Regions from separate parts of the Mus musculus genome. Here regions 1, 2, 3 and 5 are each linked to region 4. A link is a contact called in public ChIA-PET and HiChIP or PLAC-seq data. All regions are on one chromosome and are shown on one strand. The core of a region is the stretch at or near the end of the contact, and the rest is flanking DNA. Distances in the headings are between cores, read along the strand shown.

Region 1 (4,877 bases), core at 735-3,234, 140 kb after region 4:
TCTTCCTCAGGAACATTCAGGAAGTCTCTGAACAGGGTTGGGAATGACCAGGGGGAGTTCTGTGGCTGATGTGGTGCATCTGGGCCGTAGGGAAGAGGAGACATGGTCCAGGTAGGAGGTGGCTTTCATGTCACACAGACCATTTGCTAGGCACTGACCTCTTGCGGAGACTTGCTTTTGCCAACCGTGACATGGTGATAACAACGACTCTGTCCACTACGTGGATTCTCGTGGAAGATAAGTGGAAATGAGACCTGACTCCCGCAGGTGCAGCTCCCACCGTCCTTACTCTTTCCTTTGGCTTTGCTGGGAGCAGGACCCACCAAACTCTCAACATCTGGGTGCATTTGGACCTCATTCATGATGCCCGTTCAATTAGACTCAATGTGTTCATACGCATCTATAGAGGTCCCGGGAGGCCGAGTCAGGGCTGTCAGAGATCTAAGCAGGGCTGTAGCAGGCTCTCAGGGTTCCAGAAGTCCTTAACTATGAGTCTTGGGGAAGGACTGCCTCTCTTCTGGGCCTTGCTTCTCCTATCTGTAAACTGTGTGTGTGTGTGTGTGTGTGTGGGGGGGTGGATATTAGCCCCAGCAGGAGAAATACAGTTGCCTGCTGTGTACACTCCTGCGTGCTTACGCACAGTAGGTCAGCAGTTCTCTACCTGTGGGTGATGACCCCTTTAGGAGCTGCACATCAGATGTTTACATTATAATTCATAACAGTAGCAGAATTGCAGTTACGAAGTAGTATCAAAATAATTTTATGGTTGGGGGCGGGTCACCGCAATGTGGAGAACCGTGTTAAATGTCACAGCTTGAGGAAGGTTGAGAACCACTGCAGTAGTGCCACCAGAGGGGCCAGCAGTACCCACAAAAGAGACAACCAGGCCAGAGGGGGAGCAGACTGCCTCTCCCAGGGAGCTGCAGAGCCCTTGCCTCAGACACAAGCGCAGCCTGGGCATCTGCTCTATGCAAGGTTCTACCCTGACCAGGGGAGATCCTGCCGTCCCTAGCCAGCAGGCCAGAGCCACGGTGGGAAAGCAGACGGAGCTGTGAGGAGAAGCAGAGAGAGTGGGTGTCCTTCAGCCTCGGCTCCCGGGAGGCCAGGGTTCCTCTTCTGCTTCCTTTCTTTGGAAATACAAAGCAGGGTCTTCTTCCTACTGCTATAAGTAACACAGACTCCATGTTGAGAACTTCCCACAAAGCCTCTGGACTCCGATGGCTCTGCTCGCTTCCGGTGACCGGAGCTGCTGCTGGCATTTTCTTTCCTTTATTTTTTTTTGCTCGAAGATGGCCTTGCGAGGTTTCCTTCCCTTTGCCGAAGGGACTTGACTTCATGTAGGGAACGGGGCCAGGGAGATGTCAGGGTTTCCCCACGGGCCCCACTAACCCACGAGGAACTCTGCTCCCCACCTGCACATGCAGGACCTGTAATCCTTCCTAAGACACCCTGGATCTGGATCAATGCTACTTCCCAGAAGCACCTGAGGCCTCCAGCACCTGAGTGAGACCTAGAGGACATCTTCCGAGGGACAGTTCTTGGGCAGCAACCAGCACTCCCAGGTGAGGTGGGCTTGGGACGGTAAGGAAGCTCTCCTGTTCTCTGCCCCTCCCTTCATCTTCTTCCCTTTCCTTCGGGACCTTCAAGGGCCCCCTCCCAACATCTGCTGCCTCTCACATTAGCCACTCCCTCTTCTCGGCAGATGTAAAGGGGCCAGATGTTGCCCGACAGATGTTCAGGTGGGAGACAAGAAAGGACCTACATCAGTTCCGGTCCAATGGCAGTGGAGCCCTGGCAGGAGTTAAGGCTCCCCTGGACTCTCCTCGGGAAGGTGTTTGGGTGGGTGGTACTGACCGTGGCAACCTTCAAAACTGTAACTTAGACGCATCTCTCCTCTCCGCCCACACGCAAGTCTGAGCCTTGTGCCAAAAATGCCTTTCCCAGACTTAAAAGAAAACCCCAAAGAGGAACCTAAACCTCCGAGCCGCCAGCACCCATAGGCTAGGAGAGCTCTGGCTCGGTGTTCAGAGAAAAACCAGCCAGCGGAGGGGAAGTGAGGAGGGCATGGAAATGCGCATGCGTGGAACAGCAGTGCCCTCTCATCCCTCCCTCAATCACCAACCCCGCAGGTTCCCCATCCCGGACCCTCACCCCGCGCCACCGCAGCAAGGGACACTCCCTGGAACTCTCTTTAGATGCTTCAAGAGTGAGGGGTGATGACAACAGGCATCCCAATTCTTGGGAAAAAACGGCTCTTAAAAGGGTGGCCTTGAAGCGGGGTCTTGAGGAGAAAGGCAAGGCTCCTACCTTCTATTAGTTCGCAGCTTTTTTTTTTCATTTGCTGGAAGAGGAAGAATATGGATTCAGAATATTTTGTGGCACTAATGAAGGTCTTGGCCGTGTCGAGCTCTGCACTACCCTCATTCTATCCCTAGGCCTCCCAAACAGCTTGCGCTGGGTGCTGTTAATGTCTCCCATTTCACAGAGAGAACAAGCACAGAGAGGTGAGGCACTTCTCTCTAGGATGCACAGCAAAGACGTGTCTAGAGCCGGGTTTATACGGCTGAATTGTGTGCTGTGTCCTCTGCCCCACGCACCATGTGCAAAGGGCCTCGCAGTCTTTCTGAGCTGCCCAGCTCTCCCTAGAAAGGCGGGAGCCATATGCTGGAGAATGAGCAAGCCTGAGGCTTCAGACAGGAGGCCAATGTGCAGCAGACACTCTTAGCCTGTGCCGTGCACGGGGCCTTGGGGGTTAAACCACATTCCCAGCCTCAACCCCTTCTATACAACTGGTCAATTTTCCTCTTTGAAATTCCTGTTAGTTCCTCTCTCCTCTCCTCCCCCCACTCTGACTATCTCTTATTCTTCCTCTCTCCCTCTCTCTTCCTCTTTGTCTGTCTTCCTCTGTTTTTCTCTGTCTAACTCTCTCTGTCATTCTCCCTCTCTCCCCCTCTCTTTCCCCCATTCTCTGTCTGTCTCTGTTTCTGTCTCTCTCTCTGTCTCACTCTTCCTCCTCTCTCTTCCTTTCTGTCTGTCTGTCTCTCTTAGTCTGTCTGTCTCTCTTTGTCTGACTCTATCTCTGTTATTCTCCCTCTTGCCCCCTCTTTTTCCCTTTCTCTGCCTGTCTCTGTCTCTCTCTCATTTTTTGAGACAGTTTTAAATATCTCAGGCTGACTGAACTTGCCGTTAGAGGGGAGCGATGACCTTAAATGCTTGATCCCCCTGCCTCCATCTCCCGAGTGATAAGAATTATAGGCACCTTCCACTTGATGCAGTGCTGAGACTCAAACCCAGACCTCACGCACAGGAAGCAAGCACTCTACCAACTGAGCCTCCTTCCTGGCCCCAGCTCCCGCCAAACAATGGGTAAAATTGAGGGTTGAGGGAACCAAGCTGCTAAGTAGCTTCAAGCCATGAACCCTGAACTAAGTGCAAGGTGAGCAGCAACTTCCCCAGGGGTCGAGGGAAAAACTCCAAAACTGGTTCCCCTGGAGCTAAACCGAACCTTTCATAAGCCTGAGCCTCTCCTTGGGGCTCTCTTTCTTCATCTAAGAAACAAGGAGGGTGCTGTCTTCTGCCCACTCCATCTTTCTTGGGAATAACTTCTTATTGAGGTACTGGTCTCAGTTCTTGTCCTGACTGCTGAAGGCGAGACCCAGTTTGTCCTGCCCCGTCTCTCCACTCCACCATGAGTAGCATCCAGGGCTCTTCTCCAGGAGCTGCTGTTTCAAGGTCTGTGATGGTGCCCAGATAGGACACCCAAGCTTGGAAGCCTTTTTTTCCCTCTTTCCTTTCCTTCCTCCCTCCCTTCTCAGTAAATGACTCAAGCAGTCTGACAATAGCTCTGGGAACTGAGGCTCAGAGTTCCAAGGTTCTGGTTTGTTGCAGATGATCTTGGAGAGACTTCTTGGTGAGTGGGTGATGGAGATGTAGGCCAGGCTGGGATGTAGCTCAGCAAAAGCACACTTACCTAGAATGCCCAGGGCTCTAAGTTTAATACACACACACACACACACACACACACACGCTCACACTCACAGGCACATACATATGCACATGCACATAAGCACACACACAGAAACACACATGACACACTAAGCATAGGTCTGCGGATGGCACAAAACCAGACATGTACACCAATCAGAATAGAAGGGCAGCTATAGCCATGTGATTTTTGACAAAAAAGCCAAAATGCACATTGCAATAAAGGTAGCATTTTTAACAGACAATGTTAGGAAGACTGGGTTCCCCTAGGATGGAGAGCAAAGAGGGGTACTTAACCTCACCCTTCACAGGAAGAACTCCAAATGAGTCAAAGAATTTTTTTGAGGGCTTATTTACTTTTTCCTTATGTGTGAGGGTTTGCCTGCATGTATGCATGGGCACTGCATGCATGCAGTGCCCGTGGAGGTTGGAAGAGGGCGCTAGACACCCTGGAACTGGAATTTTAAACGGTTGTGAGCCTCTGTGTGCAGGCTGGGAATCAAAGCTGTGCAGTCTAGAAGATGGCTCTTAACCTCCAAGCCATCTCCCCAGCCCTGGGTCAAAGGTCTTCATGTCAGACCAGAGACTCTCTGTCGGAAGAAAACGTAAGGGAAACACTTCCAGATACAGGTTGCCTTTCTGAGTGGAATTCTCATTCAGGCAATTAAGGCCAACAACTGACAAACAGGACCTCGTGGGATGAAAGATCGAAAGGCTCCATAGAGCAAAAGGAGCGAGTCATACAGGCAACGGCTTACAGAATGGGGAGAACTGGTTTGCTTGCTCTGTACCTGACAAATTAGTATCTAGAATATACGAACAACAACAACATTATCAACAACAAAATGAGCAGACAATTCTCCAAAGATGAAATGCAAATGGGCAATAGATGT
Region 2 (4,496 bases), core at 1,300-3,799, 210 kb after region 4:
CTGCTGCCTATGAGAGCAGGGTGAATTCTCTCCTTCCTTCTTTCCTCATTTCCTCCTCCCTCCCCCCTCCTTCCTCCCATCATGCAGTGTCAACTGCTGATAAGGAGGATTCTAGAGGTCTGCAAATCTCTAGAGAGGAGAAGGAGTCACATGACCCATAGTCCAGAACCCCAAAGTCATCTGCATGACCATCCTTGTGGGAAACAGGATTGGGTAGCAGGGTCCATTTGTGTCACCTGACTCTGTCAGGGTGAGAGGAAAGGCTTTTCCAGGGACCTAGACTCCAGCTGAGGCTGAGGACTGAGGGCTGAGGAGAAGCCTCAGTGGATCCAGGGATCAGAGATAAAAACTTGGAGACATGGGCTTGATAAGCCGCAGGATGAGAGAGGCAGTGGATGGGAGGCCCTGGAAACAGGAGGGCCCCATGGTAGGGTTGTCAGGCCTCATGAAGCAGCAAATGAACACTCCAGAGGCTGAACCCCACCCCTCCAGGACTAACAAGGCGGCTCCATGAAAATTATGACAGAAACAGAGAGCCCATCAGGGGCACTGCTCAGGGGAAGCAGGCTTGGGGTTCTCCTGAAGAGCTATAGGGCTGTACCTCCTCCTCCAGGTCAGGATGATGGTGCTGGAGGGGGGGGGGGTGCGGTGAACGCTGAGGAGAAGCAGGGCTGGAGCAAGAGGGAGAGAGCTAAGGCAGCTGGGAAGTGTAGAGTCCGCTCTGTGGCCTTGAGTAAAATTACTTTGTCCTAAAGGGTTTCCCTCTATAAAATCTGGAGAACGGACAGTCAGGCTTTATACTCCAGTAATGAAAAGTGGGGCAGATCAACAACATGGCCCCCACGACAGCCATCTGGGCCAAGTCCAAGATCACTCCTCCTCAGAATACCCCTGCCCTAGCCACGCTCCCTGATAGAGCCCCCAGCCCAACCCCAAAGTGGGAAATGACAATGAAGAATCGAGCCTAAGCTATTAAGCCAAGTATCCCTGCCCGGCACACGCCCTTCCTCAGCTGCGGTCATAAATGAGAAGGAATGGTACGGCTTTCAAAGGCAGGCTGTCCCTGGAGAGACCCCTGTAAGATGACAGCAGGACACCGATGGACACCAGGGTGAGTCTTTACGACTACTGGAGAGCCAGGGACTCTAAGGGAAAGTTGGCCAAAGAAGCCTTCTCTGTCCTCCTGCATCAGATCCAAGCCAGATCTGTCACGACACAAGTCTGGGAACACCCAGCCTCATTCTTGCAGAGAGACTGGGTTGCATTTGATAACAACATTGGATTTAAAATATTTTGATGGCAGTGTGCGTGTCTGTGGCGTGCACATACGTGTATGCATGTGTGTGCATGTGTGTGTGCATGTGTGTGTGCATGTGTGTGTGTGTGTGTGTGTGTGTGTGTGTGTGTGTGTGTGTGTGAGTGCCTTGTGTGCCAGTGCATGTGTTTTCATGTATACAGGAACATGTGCCACAGCACCCATATGGAGTATAGAGGACATTCTGTGGGAGTCAATTCTCTCCCTCCACCACATAGGTTCCAGAAATCAAATTCAAGTCATCAGGCTGCAAATACCTTTAACCACTGAGCCACCTTACCACCGGGAAATCTGAGTTCTTTGCCTGCCTGGCCTTGGCCGAGACTTTCCTGCCTGGCCTTGGCCGAGACTTGCCCTGTGACTCTGGGATGTCCCTCACAGCAGTACCTGAAAAGAACTAGGATGGGATTCAGTATTGGGGGAAAGAGCTGGAATACAGCTCAGTGAGTTTGGGCTCTCCTTGGTGACACAGCAAGTTCGAGCCCAGTCTGTGCTACCTGAGCCCTGTCTCAAGCCCCCGAGCTGGCAGTCGGCAGCGCTGCCCTTTGTCGAGCTGGTGTAGGGAGGAGGTGCCTAGAAGATGTGAGGCTTTTGTGCAAGCAGGAGGTGCTTTGCTAAGAGCTGCTGGTGAGCACACAGCCTCAGCACCCTATGTAGATACCCCTGAAGGACTGCTGCCGAGAGCTGCCTCCACAGTTTCCGCTCCCTGCCCTGTTGTACTGTGGGTAAAGGATGTGCCAACCACCATGTAAGCTGCCCCATTCTGTTCCAGTGGAGCTATGCGCTGACTTTGTCCCAAGGGTGGACTTGAACCAAGACTGGGGTGTGGCTCTCACTTTAAGAGAACCCCAGGACTTGGGCACTGCACTGCCACACTAGGGAAGCCAAGGTCACACCAAGGCAGACTTGGAAAGTCAAGGGAAGGAGCCAGCAACTCTAAGTAGCCACCAAGCCTGTCTCCAAGAGCAACTGACCCCAGCAGGGCTTCAGGAAGGTTAACCAAGTCTCAGTGGGCCCTGGAGGGTCAGGGTAGGAAAGCCTGGGGCTGTGGCATTAGATCTTAGGCCTGAGGCTCCAAGAGCAACCGGAGGCTGGGGGGCCTGAGCCCACCACTTCCTACCTCTCTGGCCACACTGAACAAAGGGTCTTTCCACCCTCAGCTTGGACTGTCTGGCCCTGCCCAGGAGGTAGCTCTGACTTCCCCATTCCCGACCAGCCAGCTCACTGCAGTGTGGTGGGAGAGTGGCCCCAGGCCGGGCTGTGGGACTCACCAGTCAGCCACACTCTCCACTGTTAAGCCCCAGCCCTGCTTCCCCTTCTGGAAGTCACGGCAGAAAGGAGACCTGAGTTCCCAGAGTCTGCTGGGCTCTTAGGCCTAGGATCCTGGTACATCATGAACCAACTCAGGACTCAGGTCTCTCAGGGTAGCACCTAGCCCTTCTTCCTCCACTGGACAAACATTAATTGAGTACCTACTGTGTACCAGAAACCCTGTTGGAAGTTTCTCTAAGCTAGGTTACTACTGCATTTCAAATTCAACACTACTTTTATGTCCATTTCACTGGGGAAGGAAACAAGATGGCAGAGGCGGGTGATCACCACCAGTCCTCAGCCAGTTGTTGAAGCCAGAGAGGTGAGAAATACTGGTTACAGGCTAGGTTGATGGTCCTTTGGCTTTTCCTTATAAAAGTGAGTCCAGAGTGACTGGCAAGGTGGTTCAGTGGGTAAGGACACTTGCTACTTAGTCTGATGACCTGAGTTTGATACCTGGAACCCCATAGTAGAAAGAGAACAAACCCCTCCAAATTGTGCTCTGACTTCGTGTACTCTAGTTTTCTTCCAGCTCCCCTGCTCCCCCACCCAGTAAAGAAAAGTTTTAAAAATGTTTTTAAGTGGGCCCCTGGTGTCTGGATAGACCTCCCAATGGGTAAGAGTGTTTGTCAGGCAAGTGTGAGAACCTGAGTTCCAATCTCCAGCATCCTAGGGTTGAGGTGAAGAGCAAAGACAGAAATATATGGGGCTCGCTGGCCACCAACGTGGCTGAAAAAAAAATGACAAACTCCAGTTCAATGAGGGGCCCTATCTCAAGGGAATAAGCGATAGAGCAGGACGCCCAGGTCTTCCTCTTGCCCGTGCACACCCCTGCACACACACTTGCACACATATACACAACAGTCACACATGCATGCCTACCGTGTAAGACACACACAGACACACACACATATTTTTAAAACTGGCTATGGCCAGGGCTGGGTTACGTAGCTCAGGTGGCAAAGTGCTTGTTAAGGATGAACGAAGCCCAGCATTCGGTCAGCGGAACCACACCCAGTGGTGAAGCTGCGAGTGCCGTGTCTTGAGAGGTGGAGTCAGAGGACCAGAAAAGCTCATTCTTGGCCACACAGGCTAGTGTTGAACTATGTGAGTCTCTGTATCAAAAGAACAGAAAGTGGCCCATGGCAGGGGAACAAATGACTGTTTTTCTGATGGTCTTGACTTAAGATGCTTGGACCTAACTAGTTTTCAGCCTGAATGGTACACAAGCCAGGCATGTTGGGTCAAGTCTATATTTTGAATCTGTATCTCTGATCCTTTCCCACACTGGCCGGGGGCAGCATGATTCTTTCTCGGGATGGTAGCAAGGGGTCACAGACCCCTGGCAGCCATGTTGTGATCTCAAGGAGAGGCCAGTGAGACTCTGCAGTACAGGTCCTGTGCACCCCAGCTTAAGGGTGCTCTGTGCATTTTTAGCTTAATGATACCGTCAGGTGGCAATAGGCTTGTGGGAACATGATGCAGCCTCCATCCCATCCGTAAGTGGAGGAGTCTCTGGGGACCGCGGAGCTGAGGCACATCCGGTAATAACGGGTGACTTGATCCCGTTCTGTTGGACTGTCAGAGGGAGTTATCACGTTATTCTTAGCGTGGCTCCTCCCCACTGTGGGCACTGATGTAGGTCACTTCTTGAGGAACCTTCTTCAGCAGGGCTGGCCACCCTCGGGCTAAAGCTTCAGAAGACAGCGGAAAGTGGGCAAGATGTAGGGACAGCTCCACCCCTTACCAGCAGAGTGGCCTTCCAGGGTCACTCATTCCAATTGAGACAGCAGTCTGTGGCCCCAAGGAACATGCAGTAAGTGAACACGCATGCACACTCACCATCATGCCTGGCATTTGGGAAGTACCA
Region 3 (4,860 bases), core at 2,010-4,509, 250 kb after region 4:
GCAGATACCCAGATGCTCTGCTGGGAAGGGACCTGGGGTTTCAAGGTGATTTGGCTAATGTCTGGAGATGCAAAGAAGACAGGAGAGATATAGTCGCTCTGAGAGTCAGAGTGGGAACAGGGACAACGAAAGTCCCTGCTTATGGGCACGGATGAAACGTTTCGCATGGCATCTGGCATTGACTCTGAAAGTGAGCTCTACTCTGAGCTGCGAGCAGCCCTCAGCCCTCAAGAAGTGACTGCTGTATGCAAGGTGGGTAGAGGGATCTGGGAGAGTGAGCGCAATGGGGGGCCTGCAAAGGAAAGCAGGGATGGGTTGGGGCAAGTGACACGCCTAAGGCTGCAGGACAGATGCTGTAGAGTGAGAGGCAGCAAGTGACCTCCCCAGAGCACGGGTCCCCTGCGGGTCCAGAAGGGGAGGAGCAAAACTGAGTCAGTGCATCAGACTGGGTTTGACTGCTCCTGCAAACCTCAGAGACCGTGGGCCGAACAAGAGGAAGGTGTGCTGAGTAGCTTTATGTCAACTTGACACGAGCTGTAGACATCTGAGAGGAGGGAGTCTAAGTTGGGAAAATGCCTTCGTAAGATCAGGCTGTGGGCTAACCTGTAGCACATTTTCTTAATTAGTCATTGATGTGGGCGGGTCCAGTCCGTTGTGGGCGGATCCATCCCTGGGATGCTGGTCCTTGGTTCTATAACAAGCAGGCTGAGCAAACCAGTGAGCAGCAACCTTCCATGGCTCCTGCCTTCAGGTCCTTGCCATGTCTAAGTTCCTGTCCTGACTTCCTCTGATGATGAACAGCAATGTGGAAGTGTGAAACAAATAAACCCATTCCTCCCTAAGTTTGGTCATGGTTTTTCTTTACAGCAACGGTAACCCTGACTACAACAGAAGGTTTGTGTCCCATTGGTCAGGAAGCAAGGGCTCAAGTGTAGAAGCTGATGGTGCCGCATCTCTGTTTCTTATTTCTTTCTCCTTTGCCAGCCTCAGTACATGGCTTCATCTTTGCTATAGGTAACTTCGTGTTCCAAAATGGCGGCTGATGCTTCAGTTATCAGGTCTGAATTCCAGATGTGAAGACAGGGCCACGGATATACTCAACTAGCCAACACTGAGCTGACAGACAGATGGACTTGGAAATGTGACTTTTAGGGCTGAAGATGTTGGTAGAGTGTGCTTAGCATGTGTGGGGCCCTGGTGGCTCCCAAGTGCTGCATACACACATACATATAGGGGGTGAGGGAAATGCATACATGCATATGGGATGAGGGGCATGCCTATAATGTCAGCACTGGGGAGATGGATGCAGGGGGATCAGAAGTTAGGGTCATCTTGAGCTACAAAGCGACCCAATGAGGCCACCATGAACTACACAAAACCCTGCCGCAAAAATACACCAAACAAACAAAAAGCCAGAAAAGCAAAGAAGCTAGAGTAAGCAGAAAAATGGGCATGCTAGCTTCTGCTGGGGGTCCTGTGTCTGCCCTTCAGAACAAAACCTGCCCAGTGTCATGCCTTCCATATGACCACCCTTCTCCTCCAGGTCAGCTGTCCCGAGTCCTCACCCACCCCTTAGAGCACAGGCCGATAGGACATGGGCTGACAGAATCACTCACAGTGTGCCTGCTCCCTGGGGTCTCAGCTGGGGCTGGAGGAGTGAGGACCCCCAGCTCAGCCACCAGCAAGAGAACAACTCCAGGAAGGAGCAGGAGCCATGGGGCCCAGAGAGGAGAGGAAGGAGAGGTAGCTGGAGGGACTGGAACAAACGAGCTCACTAAGGCTTTCTGGTTTGGGAAGGAGGGAGAGGCGCTGGGCAGAAGGCTGGGGAGGTTTAGCTAATTTGACCCACCTGTTCTGGCTACACAGCCTGCTGACCTATCCAAAGGGAAACTGTTGCCTTTCCAGTTGCTTTGGTCTGATCTGGAATGCTCTAAGACTCCTCATAGCTAGTCAGTGGTTTCCCAGAATTCCACTGTTCCTCTTTCTAAACAATTTTTTAAATTCTGTGTGTGGGCACGTAGAGTCCAGAGGATGGCATAAGATCCTGGAGTTAGCGTTGTGAGCCACCGGGCATGGGTGCTGGGAATCAGACTTGTCCTCTGGGACGGCAGCAAGCATCCCTAGTTGCTGAGTCACTTAAGCAGCTCCTACTCCTCTTTTTGAAATGCTATAGAGCCCCACCCCACCCTACCCCATTTCACCAGCTGTGACTATGGCTGCTGTGAGCACTGCCCTGCCCCACCCCACACCCCGCCCCACCCACCCCACCAGCTCTCTACTACAATGGCTGCTGTAAGGCCTCTTTGGAAGTTCATAAAGCATGAAGATGGGGGTCCAGCGGGGAGTCCTGATTCTCTCCAACCCAACTCTTCACCTTCTTGGACCTGCCATTTCTTCTAAACCATATTTGGTCTCTGTGTTGCCAAGAAAGGTTTGTAGAGAAAACCAGTGTGGGCTGAGTGAATGCCCAACATGGTGTGGACAGCAGCTCAGGGGCCTCCATCCTCTCAGGTCCCCAAGAGGCCTGAGGACAGCTGTCATGCAGCCTGAGTGTGCCCTTTCCAGGAACTCACCAGAGACGCCTCACCAGGAAGGAAGGAAGAAGAGGAGGAGGAGGAATAGAAGGAGGGGGAGGACAAAGAGGAAGAGGCAGAGGAAGAGGAGAAGGAAGAGGGAAGGAAGAGAGGGAGGAGGAGGAGAGGGAGGAAGAGGCGCTACTCGTTGCCTACTGGTCCAGAGCTCCTCTACCAAGTGGGAGACAAAGAGAACTGTGGCCCCTTTTGTCAGCAACCCCAAGTTGGTGACAAACTCAGAGAGCATTCTTTTGTCTCCTCCCTGTCCAAACCCCTCTGATCTCTGGCCCAGCTCAGGTGGGGGCGGGGGGGGGGGGTGGTCCTGAGGCTCAGTCAGTGGAGGTAGAGGCAAGATCTGCATTTTAACAAATGCTAGCAAGCACCTGTCATGAAGCGGTCACCTGCCATTTCTTGAACGCCACTGGAGGAAGGAAAATTCAAAACTATAAGGCTAACCAGGGATTCAGGACTGTTGTTCCAGCTACTTAGGAAGCTGAGGCAGGGGGATTGGAAAGTCAAGGGCTGCAGAGCAAATCCAAGGCCAGTCTGGGCAAATCAATGAGACCGTGTGTGGAAATAGGGGCCTGCCTAGCATGGGTAAAGCCCCGAGTTTCATGGCCAACACTGTAGCACAATGTCACTTTGTGTCTGACTTGAGATGTGACTCATGCTGAGAGACACTGTCTGTATAATGAGGTGTCTGTGGGCTGTTTGCAGCTTTAGCTTTTATCTTTCATTGCATCTCCTAGATCATCTGCAATAAGCACCAGTTATTTTTAGTCAGAGCAGAACATGTGAGCCCTTTGTTGGGGACTCTGCCCACAAGAGCTAGCTGACCCTGCTCCCTAACTCTGGCCTCATGGAGGCTTGGCTCTTTGCTGTTGCCACACTTGTCCCCCAGCTCCCCACAAAAAGGCCTGACCTGGGACTTCTGGTTCAGATCCTTCCAGGTGCCCTCACAGGTAGCGTACTCTCTTCCACGAGCAGACCTGCAGCCAACAGGACCTTGTCAAGTGTGCAACACCATGGACGCCACCAGTGTTCTTCAGCTCAGAAGCCTTGGTCACGCCTGAGCTCTGCCCAAGCCTGCTGCTCTGCCCCTATGCCAGGTTCTGGGGTGATCCAGCCTGCCCTCAATACCCACCAGCCTGTCCAGTATCACAGAACAACCCTGGGTGGTTCTATACTGAATGTCCTTCTTTCATTGTGAGCTATGCTGGCTGTAAATGTGAACACAGGTTTGCAGGGTCTAGAGAGGCAACTTCTTCATGCTCACAGCCATGACGAATCAACAAGTAGGCTCCTTGTTCTGACATGGTCTTGCAGGGAGACCGTACCCAAATCAACCCAGCATCTCTGCATCGATAGACAATTCTGTCCAGTAATGAAACTGCTTTAAAGAGAGGTGGCAGATACCGGACACGCCTGCTGTGCCCTCCATGGCTTCACCCTGACAGACATTACTAATGAATCTTAGGATCCTTTGCTGTGGAGTCAAATCCATACCTCAGAATTTGTCTTAACACTGTGTACCAAGCAAAACAAACATTCAAGGCAAAAGCAGTTTACTTTTGTAACAAACTAGCTGATTAAAATGTAAAAAACCGTCAATCCTCAGTTCTCCAAGCTGAAGAACAGTGGTCAACACAGTGAACTGAGATGAGTTTTGGGTAAGAGTCCGCATTAAAGCCTGTTCGGAAGTCAGACTTCCTGCAGCCACCAACCATCATAAGCCAACTCCAGACCAACTACTTCCACCTTCCTGGAACCGACCGCTGGTCATTCGGCTGGCGCCCCCTACTGTCCAACAGTCTTTACTGCAAGTTTTCCATTTCCCCTCCTAGAGGAAGCACACACTGGCATGATCCCCGCACTGGGCCACACTGTCTCCTACTAACTGGGGAGGGCGGGGAGGAGGGGGTGGTTCTGTGTGACCCTGCTCTGTGTCTTCCCTTCCTCACCACATGTCATTCACACAGAGTTCTGTGGTCCATCCTCAGTTGGTAAACTCAGACCACCTGAGGAGAGGAGCCTGGTTCTTGGTCACACAAGTCCAGGACAAAACCAGGACTCGGAACTCTATAGTCCCAAATTTATGCTTTCTTTAGCGCCTTACCCTGTTCCTCCTCTCAAAAAAAGGCAGAAAAGCAGCCACCTTGGGCTCTGGAGCCCCTGGGATCCCCCAGGGCCTTCATCTATTTCCAGGTTGGCCTGGAACTGTGGAGAGATCTCTCTGGGGCAGTCCTCAGTCCCATGCCAGGGGCATCCCTTCCCCCACTTCTCTGAG
Region 4 (4,535 bases), core at 497-2,996:
TCCCAGCATTTGTGAGGCAGAGGCAGGTGGATTTCTGAGTTCCAGTCCAGCCTGGTCTACCGATTGAGTTCCAGGATAGCCAGGGGTATATAGAGAAACCCTGGCTCAAAAAAAAAAAAAAAAAAAAAATACGGTGATTGTTGGTTGCAGTGGTGGACACCTTTGACCCTAGTACTTGGGAGGTGGAGAAAAAAAACAGGCAGACCAAAACCCAAACCCTGGTGTGTGTGTGTGTGTGTGTGTGTGTGTGTGTGATGGCATTCTGTAGAAGTCAGAGGTAAGCTTTCTGGAGTTGGTTTTCTCCTTCTACCTTTAGATGGCCCCAACATCACATCCAGGTTGGAAGTCTTGCAAGGCAAACGCTTTTACCTGCTGAATCATCTTGACTGCCATTATTATTATTATTATTATTATTATTATTATTATTATTTTGAGGTAGTCTTGCAATATACCCAGACTGTCCTCAAACTCTCAGCCCTCCTGCCTGAGCCATCACCTGAGAGCCACGTATATGTCACCAAATCAGGCCGAGGTTTAGGGTGTTTAAGGCCACTGCCAAACTGTGAACTTAAAACAGCCTTACTCCGGAGCATTGATGGATCTAATTGCTGGGGCACAGCATCCTTCTCACAGAATCTAGCAACTTGGAGATGGGGTTGAGTGAGGATAAAGTAGTTGCAGGTTGCACTGCATTTTTACACATCATTCCAATTTGTTGAAGCACTCTGATCCACACTAGGCACAGAGGATGTGAGATAACCATGACACCCCGCTTCCATCCCCCAATTTAGCCTTTCTAATCAACTCACTCATCACCCTAGCCTGGGAGGTACCACAGAATGAGCAGATTAAGGAAAACCAGAAGGCAAATTTCCCAAAGGTGACATTCACTGACGGCAATTCCGCAGTAGACCGCGTGTCTCAGGCCCCTGTCCTCAGGGTGTAAAGTACTCGCCCCTGCGCGCTGAGTGGCACTCAGGTGACTCATTAAACTTCTCCAGGTGAACGGAAGACAGGAATCGGTCCAGGTGGGGCAAAACAGCACGGATAACGTTTTCAGAGTCAGGCGCTGCCTCAAGCACTGGGGTTGTGCTGGAGCGGGACGCTGTCCCACCGTTTTGGCCTAATTCAGAGCCCGGGACACAGGACGACTTTACAAGAACTTTTGAGTATCTTGATTTCAAATAGAGAAGGATCACGAAAGGAGATCCGCGGTCAGAAGGATTAAAAAGTTCTTAAGGACATGAAAACTTTCGCAAAAGTTTTCCAGGAAAAGGCGGCCGCGCCTAACAGAAGTAGCCGAGGAGGCCGCCGCCCCGGGAACCGGAGGGGACGATGAGTCCCTGCGGCTGCAGCGGGGGAGAGGGCGCGAGGCGGGCCGCCGCATGAGGTCACTTGGCACCCAACCAGCAGCAGCTGCGCCGCGGAGAGAGGCGGTGTCAGGCTCCGGCTCCAGGGACCTTCCCCGCCCACCCCCTGAGGGGCGTGGCTTCGGGGGGACCTCCCGGCCAATCCGCGCTGCCCAGCCTAGGCCGCGCCCCCAGCGCCCTCCAGGCTCCCTAGTGGTCGGTCCGTGGAAGCTAGAGCGCTCCGCTGTCTTCCTCGCCTGAGGCCACGCCCCCAGCTGTGGCCCGCCCATTTCCCCCCCACCCCTGCAGGATCCTGGCCACTGCTCCGCCCACGCCCCGCCCATAGGGCTCCGCCCAGCGGTTTGAAGCGGCCGGGACCGCAACCCCCTCAGAGTCGCGCGCGAGGCGTGAGGCGGTGCTGAGGATCTGAGGCCACGGGCAGCCAGACGCCGGGACTGTCCAGCGAACGAGCAAGCCAGCGAGTGAGCGAGCGGCGGGAACCCGCAGCCACAGCAGCCCCGGAGCCACAGCCGCAGCCGCCGTCCGCGGAGCCCAGCCCAACCGGCCATGGCGCTGTCGATGCCCCTGAACGGGCTGAAGGAGGAGGACAAAGAGCCCCTCATCGAGCTCTTCGTCAAGGTGAGCGCTCACCGTCCCGAGCGACGCGGGCTGACGTCCCCGCACCCCGAAGCGCCCCCACGCGGCATCCCCGCAGCCCGAGGCGGCGCCGTACCTCCCGCGCTCATTCCCATTGTCTGGGCTCCGCGCCTTCCCGCCTCGCAGCGGGACCTTGGCGGACCCTGCGGGCGCGGCGACAGGGAGGCGACTCCGCAGGGCGGGACGCGCCTCAGCTGCGCCGCGTGGGTACTGTCACCCTCCTCGCCGTGTCCGACCCCACCCCGCCGCGAGCCCCAGCCTCGGGCCGCGGGGCTGATAGCTCACCCAACTTACTGGAACGCTAGCGCCTGGCCCGGGTGAAACTGAAACTTTAACTTTGATACAATGTTAAATAAAGTAAAGGGGAGGAGGGACCCGGGAGCCGTAAACCCAGCAGTTGGGAAAAGTGGTCTAGGGAAGATCCCGAGTTCAGAGCCAGCCTTGGCTGCTTAGTAAACCCAGGGCAAGCCTGGGATAGGAGGGACCCTCATCCCAGCCCTCCTCCCGCATGGGGGAGGGGAGAATTTTTTTAATGCGGGCGTGGTGACTCGGCTATGACCCAGCAGTAGAGGCTTGAGGAGTCCCTCGAGTTCGAGGCCAGCCTGGGTTACAAATGTGAGCCTCCGGACACACACCCAAAACCCAGGCAACTAACTGCAAAGAAGAAGAAAAAAAAAAAAAAAGGAAAAGAAAAGAAAAAGCGAAAAGAAGGGTGGATGCCCCAAGGCTTCCGGAAAATACAGAGATTCCCGACTTGGGTTTTCCTGTCCGGTGTTTTACCACCATCTGGTTTTCTTGTTTCTCTAGCGCGCCTGTTTTCACATGATGCAACCTTTTGGCCGCTTTCGTTTGCTGTTGCCACCTCGGCAGGCAAGCCCGTTTGGTTTGAAAGAAAACCTGAATTCTCCGCTCTCTCGGGCTTAAAAAGGTTCATTCCTCTCGCCCTCCTCAGTTTGTAAACCCTGGAGCTGCCTTCTTCGCCTAGAAACGCTTCTCTGACTGCTCTCCGCGCCTCTCCCTTTTGGGGCGTAGCGAAGGAGGGAAAAGTTAACGCAACAAACATCTGGGTCCCCTGCTTTACTGAGCCTCCTTGGAAACCCTGACGTTCGTTCTGTTAGCCACTAAATATCCAGGCTTAGGTCGAAACTGGCAACACTAGAAGTCCAACAGGCATCCAGTACTAAAGTCTGCCCTTTCTTAGTTTTAATTTGAAAGAGCGGAAATTATCGAAGGATGTGTTCCAGAGATGGAAGGCAGAAATCTGCAGGGTGGTAACAATGTTTGCCTTAGTGTTTTCTGTTAGTTGCTGGTTTTAGAACTTTTTTTTTTTTTTGGTCTAGAGCATCGGCTCTCAACTGGGGGTCAAGACCCCTTTGAAAGATCAAACGGCCTTTTTACAGGGGTCACCTAAGACTATTGGAAAATGCAGACAATTTCATTACAATTCATAGCAGTAGCAAAGTTACAGTTATGAAGTAGCACCAAAAATAATTTTACTGTTGGGGGTCAGCACAACATGAAGAACTGCATTAAACTGTCGCAGCATTAGGAAAGAAAAGGCTTAGGGCTCTCAAAATATCACAATGTCTGCGACTGGAGGTGGCAGACAATACTTTTGAGGAACCTGAAGAAATGGGGAGAGGGTCGTGGAAAACAGCACAAAGAAGGGAAGACGCTAGGCTAGAGATAGCGACGGGACATAATGGTTTCCCTCTTCTTGTGAGAACAGGGTCTTACTCTGTATCCTGTGCTGTCTTGGAACTCATAATGCAGTCCAGGCGGCCTCAGGCTGGGATTATAGGTGTGAAACATCACGTCCGGCAGGAAGGAGCTTTGATAAACTAAACAAAGCCAAAGAAAGCCCCCAAACCGACTCTGAAAGTGTAGATGCTAGTCTGAAGAACAGTGCTTAATGGTAAAACCTTAGAGGTGCTAAACAACTTGGAATTCTAAACTGAGTCTTTTGGAAGGCAGAGGCAGGCAGACCTCTGAGCTGGAGGCCAGCTTTGTCTACATAGTGAGTTCCAAGCTAGCCAGGGCTGCATAGAAAACCCAGTCTCAAAATCAACCGCAAACACAACAATCACACAGATACTAACACTTTATAGCTTCTGCTCAGCGTGCTTTGGGAGGCCCTGGCCAATAAATGATGGCAAGAGAAATGTTTAAAAACTAGGGAAGGGATTGGAGATGTAGCGCAGTGGTAGCATGCCTAGCATGGGCAAGGCCCCATGTGTGACCTTTCAGCAACACAGACACACTGTCTCTCTTGGAAGGGATGTGACAGATGCCTTCTGCCCTGCTCAGTGTTGACTTAATACTTCCATAAGGAGATGGGTGGGGTGCCTTTTCCCAAAGCTGAGTCACTGGCATACCCCTTCCCAGTGGTCCATATTTGTAGTTGGAACCACTGAATTTACAGGCCTTGGAGGTCAGAGGTCAGCCATAGAGTTCTGTGCCCATTGGCTGGGCTGTCCTGGGCCATTTGTTTTCTCTTGAGCTTTTTTTTTGTCTGTGAAATGCTCTTTA
Region 5 (4,317 bases), core at 732-3,231, 170 kb after region 4:
TAACCCCTGTGATGGCTCCAAGGACAAGCATGGTGCTCTGTCTAGGCCCTTGGGCCCATGGAAAAGGGCTCCCGGAGCTGGGCTGCAGTGTGTTCTGGAACTGGGCTGCAGTGTGTTCTGGTATGGCAACAGTGGTCTGGTAACCAGGCTAGGCTCTGAGCCTTGGATGTACCCACCTGTGATAGGGACCCACTGAGCCAGGCAGAGCTTAGACTCTTGCAAGTCCATCTGGTGGAGCCATGGCCACTGACCCAGACTCTCCCCTGCTCAGAACCTCTCTCCTTTCCCCTGAGATTCAGATCCAGCCCCAGGTATTGGCCAGGGTTCTTTATTCTCCTGTCCAACCTGTCCTTGGCCACCCCACCTGCGGGGGCTTGGTTCCGAAGCATCCCCAAGAGGCCCTTGTGTGGAAGGTTTGGGCTCATCGTGGAAGTTGGGAGAGGGTCTAGTCAGTGAGTGGCATTGTGGGAAGGGTTGGGGCCTGGTGGCAGGAAGAGGACCACTGGAGTGTCTTACAGGGTACGTCTGTCCCTTTGTGGTTCAGCATAGGCCTAGAAGCCATGAAGCCAGCCAGCCAGGGACTGAGACCTCTAATAAACCAGAGCAAGCCAGCCTTTGGCAAGTCCATTTCTCAGCCACCTTGTCAACAGGAGTAAAAAAATCTGGCTGACTCCCCTCCTCCTCTCATTGGGCTTCCAGCTCTTAGTCATCGTGGGGCCACCTCCAGGCCTTGGTGCTGTGTGCCGTCCATCCTTCCTTCTGTCATTCCTCGTGACACGTGCCACACCAGTCATGAAGTCCCCCTTCAGAGTTCCCCCAGGACTGACCAATTCAAGCCGGCACCATACTAGAGAGGCCTTGGAGGCTGGCATCACCTTCCAGTGGCGGGGACTTCCTCGTGGCTTTCTTCAGGGGTGCAGTTAATACTAAACGGGTGGTGCCATTGTAAACTCGTTAGCAGCATGCTGGCTTGCCAAGGGTAATCTTATACCAGCAGACTGAGGTCGAATGAGGAGGACTCGGCCTCTTAAGCTTGGTCATCGGACCTGCGGGTTTCACTGGGCTCGCTAGTGAGCTGGGCTGAGGTGGGTGGGTGGGTGGGTGGTCTTGCAGTAGGGTGAAGTGACTGTGTAGTGGGGTGAAGTGATCTTGGGTTTGGGTTGTTATGTGGTGGGGATGGGGTGTTCGTGTTGGTGGGGTAGGGTGGGGTGTTTGTGGTGGTGGGGTGTTGAGTGGTTATGTGGTGTGATGGGGTGGGATAGGTTGGCCATGTTGTGAAGCAGGGTGGTCATGTTGAGGACAGGTGGTTGTGTGCTGGGGTGGGGTGTTTATGTGGGTGGGGTACAATGGCTTGTGTGGGTTATCCAGATTGTGGGTCTGGTTGGCTTAAATGCAGTAAGTTGAGTTGTAGGACTCACTGAATGAAATCACTTGACTCGCTATGGTTGGGTTAGTCCTTTGGGAATGGTCTAGGCTGATTTAGTTGGGGCTGCCTAGTCTGTGGCTTTGAGGAAAGGCCTGACCTCTGGGCTGCTGACTGAGCTGGGTGGCAGGTTTGGCTGGGGTTGTATGGTGGTCTCGGCTTCATGAGTAGGCTGACTGGGTGAGTTAGGTTTGGTGAGCCTGGTTGAGCTCATGATCCAGGTTCGGTCAGTTGGCTGGGTGATAGCTTCGGGTTCTTTTAAGAAGGGTTAGTTCGTTGGGTACCATCACTGGGACAGGTTGGTCACTTGAGTTTCTAGAACTGGGCTAGCTTTGATGGCTGGGCCAGATTGGTTGTAAAGCTTGGGGGTGGGTTATGAACTGGTCTGGCGTGGCTGACTTGAGGACAGCCACAGAGCTGACTTCTGCTCAGTCCCCACCTCTGAGGCAGGGCCATGGGGGGTAGCGGTGGGTGTCTTGGCCACAAATAGCTGTGGGGAACACAAACAGCTTGGTCTTCAAAGCCCGAGGTGGTGGCGGCTGTAACTTTCCATAGAACCCCAGCGAGTACGACTCTGGGCCTTGTGTGCAGCCCAAATGCTGCTTCCTCTGTAGCTAACCACAGTGTGGGGGGCGGGAGGGTGAGGAACTGGGGGCTCAGAGGTTCTTCTGTAGGAGCCAGGGGGCCCCTCGGCAACCCCCATCCAGGGTCCAGGTGCTCTGTACCTGGGCAGAGGGACTGACCCTGGGTAGAAGAGCTTTCTGGGGCCTGTGGCTCTCCTGGCACAGTGACAATGCCTGACCTGGCAGGGGTGACGAGGCACCAGAGAGGACTGCAAGAGGCAGGTACAGAGCTGGGGGCCGGTTAGACCACAGGCTGGACTGGAGACTGGCCACCCATTTGGCCCTTCCTTCATGCCAAAACCCTTCTTCACCTCTCACTATGCACAAGGACCTGGACAGCCGGTCAGAGGGAAAGGGTAGCCAGGGCCACAAAAAATGGACTCCTTAGGGGCAGCGTGCCCTAGCCACTCCTGGTTGTCTCAGCCCTGTTCAGTGTTCCTCTGAGGGCTCCTACTGTGGGCAGCTCCAAGCCCACTGTGCCCGGAAGAGGTATGGCCTGTGGCCAGAGGCACAACGGTGGCTAAGCCCAGACAGTAGGGCGGGCCCTTGAGGCCCGGCTCCCCTTCCCCTCCGGCTCCCTTGCCTCTAGGCTAGACCACATGTCACCTCCCTACCATGCCAGGAGGGCTGACCCTCCCCTGGTTCTGTCAGACTTAAGCTTCAATTTAGGGAGAGGGAAGTGGGGTGGAGTCAGGGGGGTCCTGACAGGGCCTCAGCATAGTGGAGGTGAACTTGAAGATCCTGTCCAGATGTCCTGATGGCTACACCATGAGCAACCACATGGCCTGGTGGAAGTCCTGCTGATGATCAGACCAGTCCTAGGCTTGCCATTTATACTCGTGTGGCCTTGGGCACACATCTCAACCGCCCAGTTTTCTCAAAGGCTCTGAATCTCTGGGCAACTTTGCCATCTGGAAGGGACACTTGACACCATCCCAAGAGTGCAATGATGTTCTCCGGGTGCCACCTGGAACTGAGGAATAGCTATAGTGGATCATGGTAGTTCTCTCATGAGGACTTCTTGGATCCCAGACATCAGCAGGCCGACAAACTGTCCTCAGTGATCAGCCTTCCTAGTTTGCTTGGAACCCAGGAGCATCTTGGGACATGAGATATCAAGGCCAACCAGGATGGTTAGCCACAGTGGCTCCCATTGCAGAAGGGGACATATGTGACCTTCTTTGGCACTTCTCTGAGCTTAGAGAGGAGTTTTTATGAGCAGGACATGGCCAACCCTGCAAGGCCTGTGGGTCGCATCTCTCAGAGCCTTCACTCGGTGGTTCTTCCCTCTGTGGGTCTCTGCTCCGGAACTTTCCTGGGGGGACCCACATTTTCTCCTCTACACCTGGCTCTCCTCTTGAAGTTTCCACCACCACCACCCCAGGGTGCTGCCCCAGGATTGTGCAGGCATCCATATCTCTCCCTCCTTGGATTTCCTGAAGCCAAATCTTAATGTTTCTAGTCAGTCTCCTGGAACCAGCTGGATCCTGTTCCTACCCCAGCTGGCCTGAGACACCTTGGGTTACAGGGCCATAGCAGGCGTACTTCTGTGTCCCAATGTCCAGCTTTGGCCTGATGAATAGAGAACATGAGAAGACACCCATTTGAGTAAACATCCAACACCTCCCGAGTACCAGCTCAGCCCTCCACAAGTTCTAGAGGTGTCGTCTTTGCTGTCATGCCTCACGCAGCCCTGGCTTCTGACACAGGCCTCAAAGCCTTGAGGCAACTCAGGTCTACGAATGAAGGCAGGCTTTGGGACCCCAAGTAGACACACTGAGGAGCACAGCAGGCAAGTGGGAGCGTACCCCAGGAAGCTGCATTTATAGAAGCAGCCTTGTTGGTTGTACTGCGCTGTACGATGCTGAGTCTGGTTTGAAGTCCTCTAAGCCCCAGTCTGCGTCTATAAATGGAAAGGCTCTGGAAGTCTCCCTCTTTCCTGGGTCTTCCTAGCAGAGGGAACCTGGGAATCTTTTGAAGTAACACCAGGAAGGACCTTCTACTGTTGTACTCAATGGGTCCCCTGCTGTGTGGCTTGTTACAGTTCCAGAAGCCTAGAGACAATGAGGGTTCTCCCCACTTTTCCTTCTCATTCTCCCCAGCTCCCTTGCCCCAGGGAAAAGCATCTACATCCCAGCTCACAGGTGCGCACACTCATGGCCCCTGGGATAGGATAGCTTCCGTGGGTTTGTCCTAGGCCCTCTGGAAGAAGCTACATCACCTCCGTAGCATCTGTCCTGGTCTCTCAAGTGGACATTCTGTACCCATCAT

The links. ChIA-PET counts read pairs in DNA pulled down with a chosen protein or histone mark. HiChIP or PLAC-seq counts read pairs in DNA pulled down with a chosen protein or histone mark.
Region 1: an H3K27ac HiChIP or PLAC-seq map of microglia shows a contact between it and region 4, with 5 times the contacts expected there. The contact joins the enhancer-like site here to the promoter of Clic4 in region 4. A contact is called at or near these places in 1 of 484 Hi-C or Micro-C datasets (Th1 cells), 5 of 115 datasets of contacts at active chromatin or transcription factors (CD8 T cells, the SCID.adh cell line, effector CD8 T cells and 2 more) and 3 of 9 other capture datasets (adipose tissue, liver and pancreatic islet).
Region 2: a contact with region 4 is called in an H3K4me3 HiChIP or PLAC-seq map of bone marrow-derived macrophages, with 2.9 times the contacts expected there. The contact joins the enhancer-like site here to the promoter of Clic4 in region 4. A contact is called at or near these places in 2 of 39 promoter capture datasets (the 3T3-L1 cell line and pre-B cells), 3 of 484 Hi-C or Micro-C datasets (the C2C12 cell line, bone marrow-derived dendritic cells and natural killer cells) and 7 of 115 datasets of contacts at active chromatin or transcription factors (the SCID.adh cell line, T-cell acute lymphoblastic leukemia, bone marrow-derived dendritic cells and 4 more).
Region 3: an H3K4me3 HiChIP or PLAC-seq map of bone marrow-derived macrophages shows a contact between it and region 4, with 2.4 times the contacts expected there. The contact joins the enhancer-like site here to the promoter of Clic4 in region 4. A contact is called at or near these places in 5 of 39 promoter capture datasets (the 3T3-L1 cell line, the C10 cell line, the HPC-7 cell line and 1 more), 1 of 484 Hi-C or Micro-C datasets (bone marrow-derived macrophages), 10 of 115 datasets of contacts at active chromatin or transcription factors (the NIH/3T3 cell line, the SCID.adh cell line, bone marrow-derived macrophages and 6 more) and 1 of 9 other capture datasets (embryonic stem cells).
Region 5: a contact with region 4 is called in an RNA polymerase II ChIA-PET map of effector CD8 T cells, with 24 read pairs. The contact joins the enhancer-like site here to the promoter of Clic4 in region 4. A contact is called at or near these places in 2 of 39 promoter capture datasets (the 3T3-L1 cell line and neutrophils) and 2 of 115 datasets of contacts at active chromatin or transcription factors (the SCID.adh cell line and effector CD8 T cells).

What each region holds. Positions count from the first base shown.
Region 1 is chr4:135,126,133-135,131,009 of GRCm38.p6, reverse strand. It overlaps a transcript of Runx3 not described here. Among named protein-coding and RNA genes, the nearest start is that of Gm16225, 8.2 kb to the right of the region's middle. Within about 2 kb of position 1,984, at least 98 of the 459 cell types and tissues checked have an H3K27ac peak or open chromatin away from gene starts, as enhancers often do. A contact at or near this core is called in CD8 T cells, the SCID.adh cell line, Th1 cells and 1 more, where this site is marked.
Region 2 is chr4:135,057,159-135,061,654 of GRCm38.p6, reverse strand. No RefSeq gene overlaps it. Among named protein-coding and RNA genes, the nearest start is that of Gm42327, 8.0 kb to the right of the region's middle. Within about 2 kb of position 2,549, at least 15 of the 459 cell types and tissues checked have an H3K27ac peak or open chromatin away from gene starts, as enhancers often do. A contact at or near this core is called in bone marrow-derived macrophages, where this site is marked.
Region 3 is chr4:135,017,755-135,022,614 of GRCm38.p6, reverse strand. No RefSeq gene overlaps it. Among named protein-coding and RNA genes, the nearest start is that of Gm42327, 31 kb to the left of the region's middle. Within about 2 kb of position 3,259, at least 47 of the 459 cell types and tissues checked have an H3K27ac peak or open chromatin away from gene starts, as enhancers often do. A contact at or near this core is called in the HPC-7 cell line, the SCID.adh cell line, bone marrow-derived macrophages and 2 more, where this site is marked.
Region 4 is chr4:135,269,971-135,274,505 of GRCm38.p6, reverse strand. It overlaps Clic4 (chloride intracellular channel 4 (mitochondrial)), which reads left to right and starts at 1,746. Exons shown (of 6, transcript NM_013885.2): 1 at 1,746-1,988. The coding sequence starts at 1,917.
Region 5 is chr4:135,096,330-135,100,646 of GRCm38.p6, reverse strand. No RefSeq gene overlaps it. Among named protein-coding and RNA genes, the nearest start is that of Gm16225, 22 kb to the left of the region's middle. Within about 2 kb of position 1,981, at least 56 of the 459 cell types and tissues checked have an H3K27ac peak or open chromatin away from gene starts, as enhancers often do. A contact at or near this core is called in effector CD8 T cells, where this site is marked.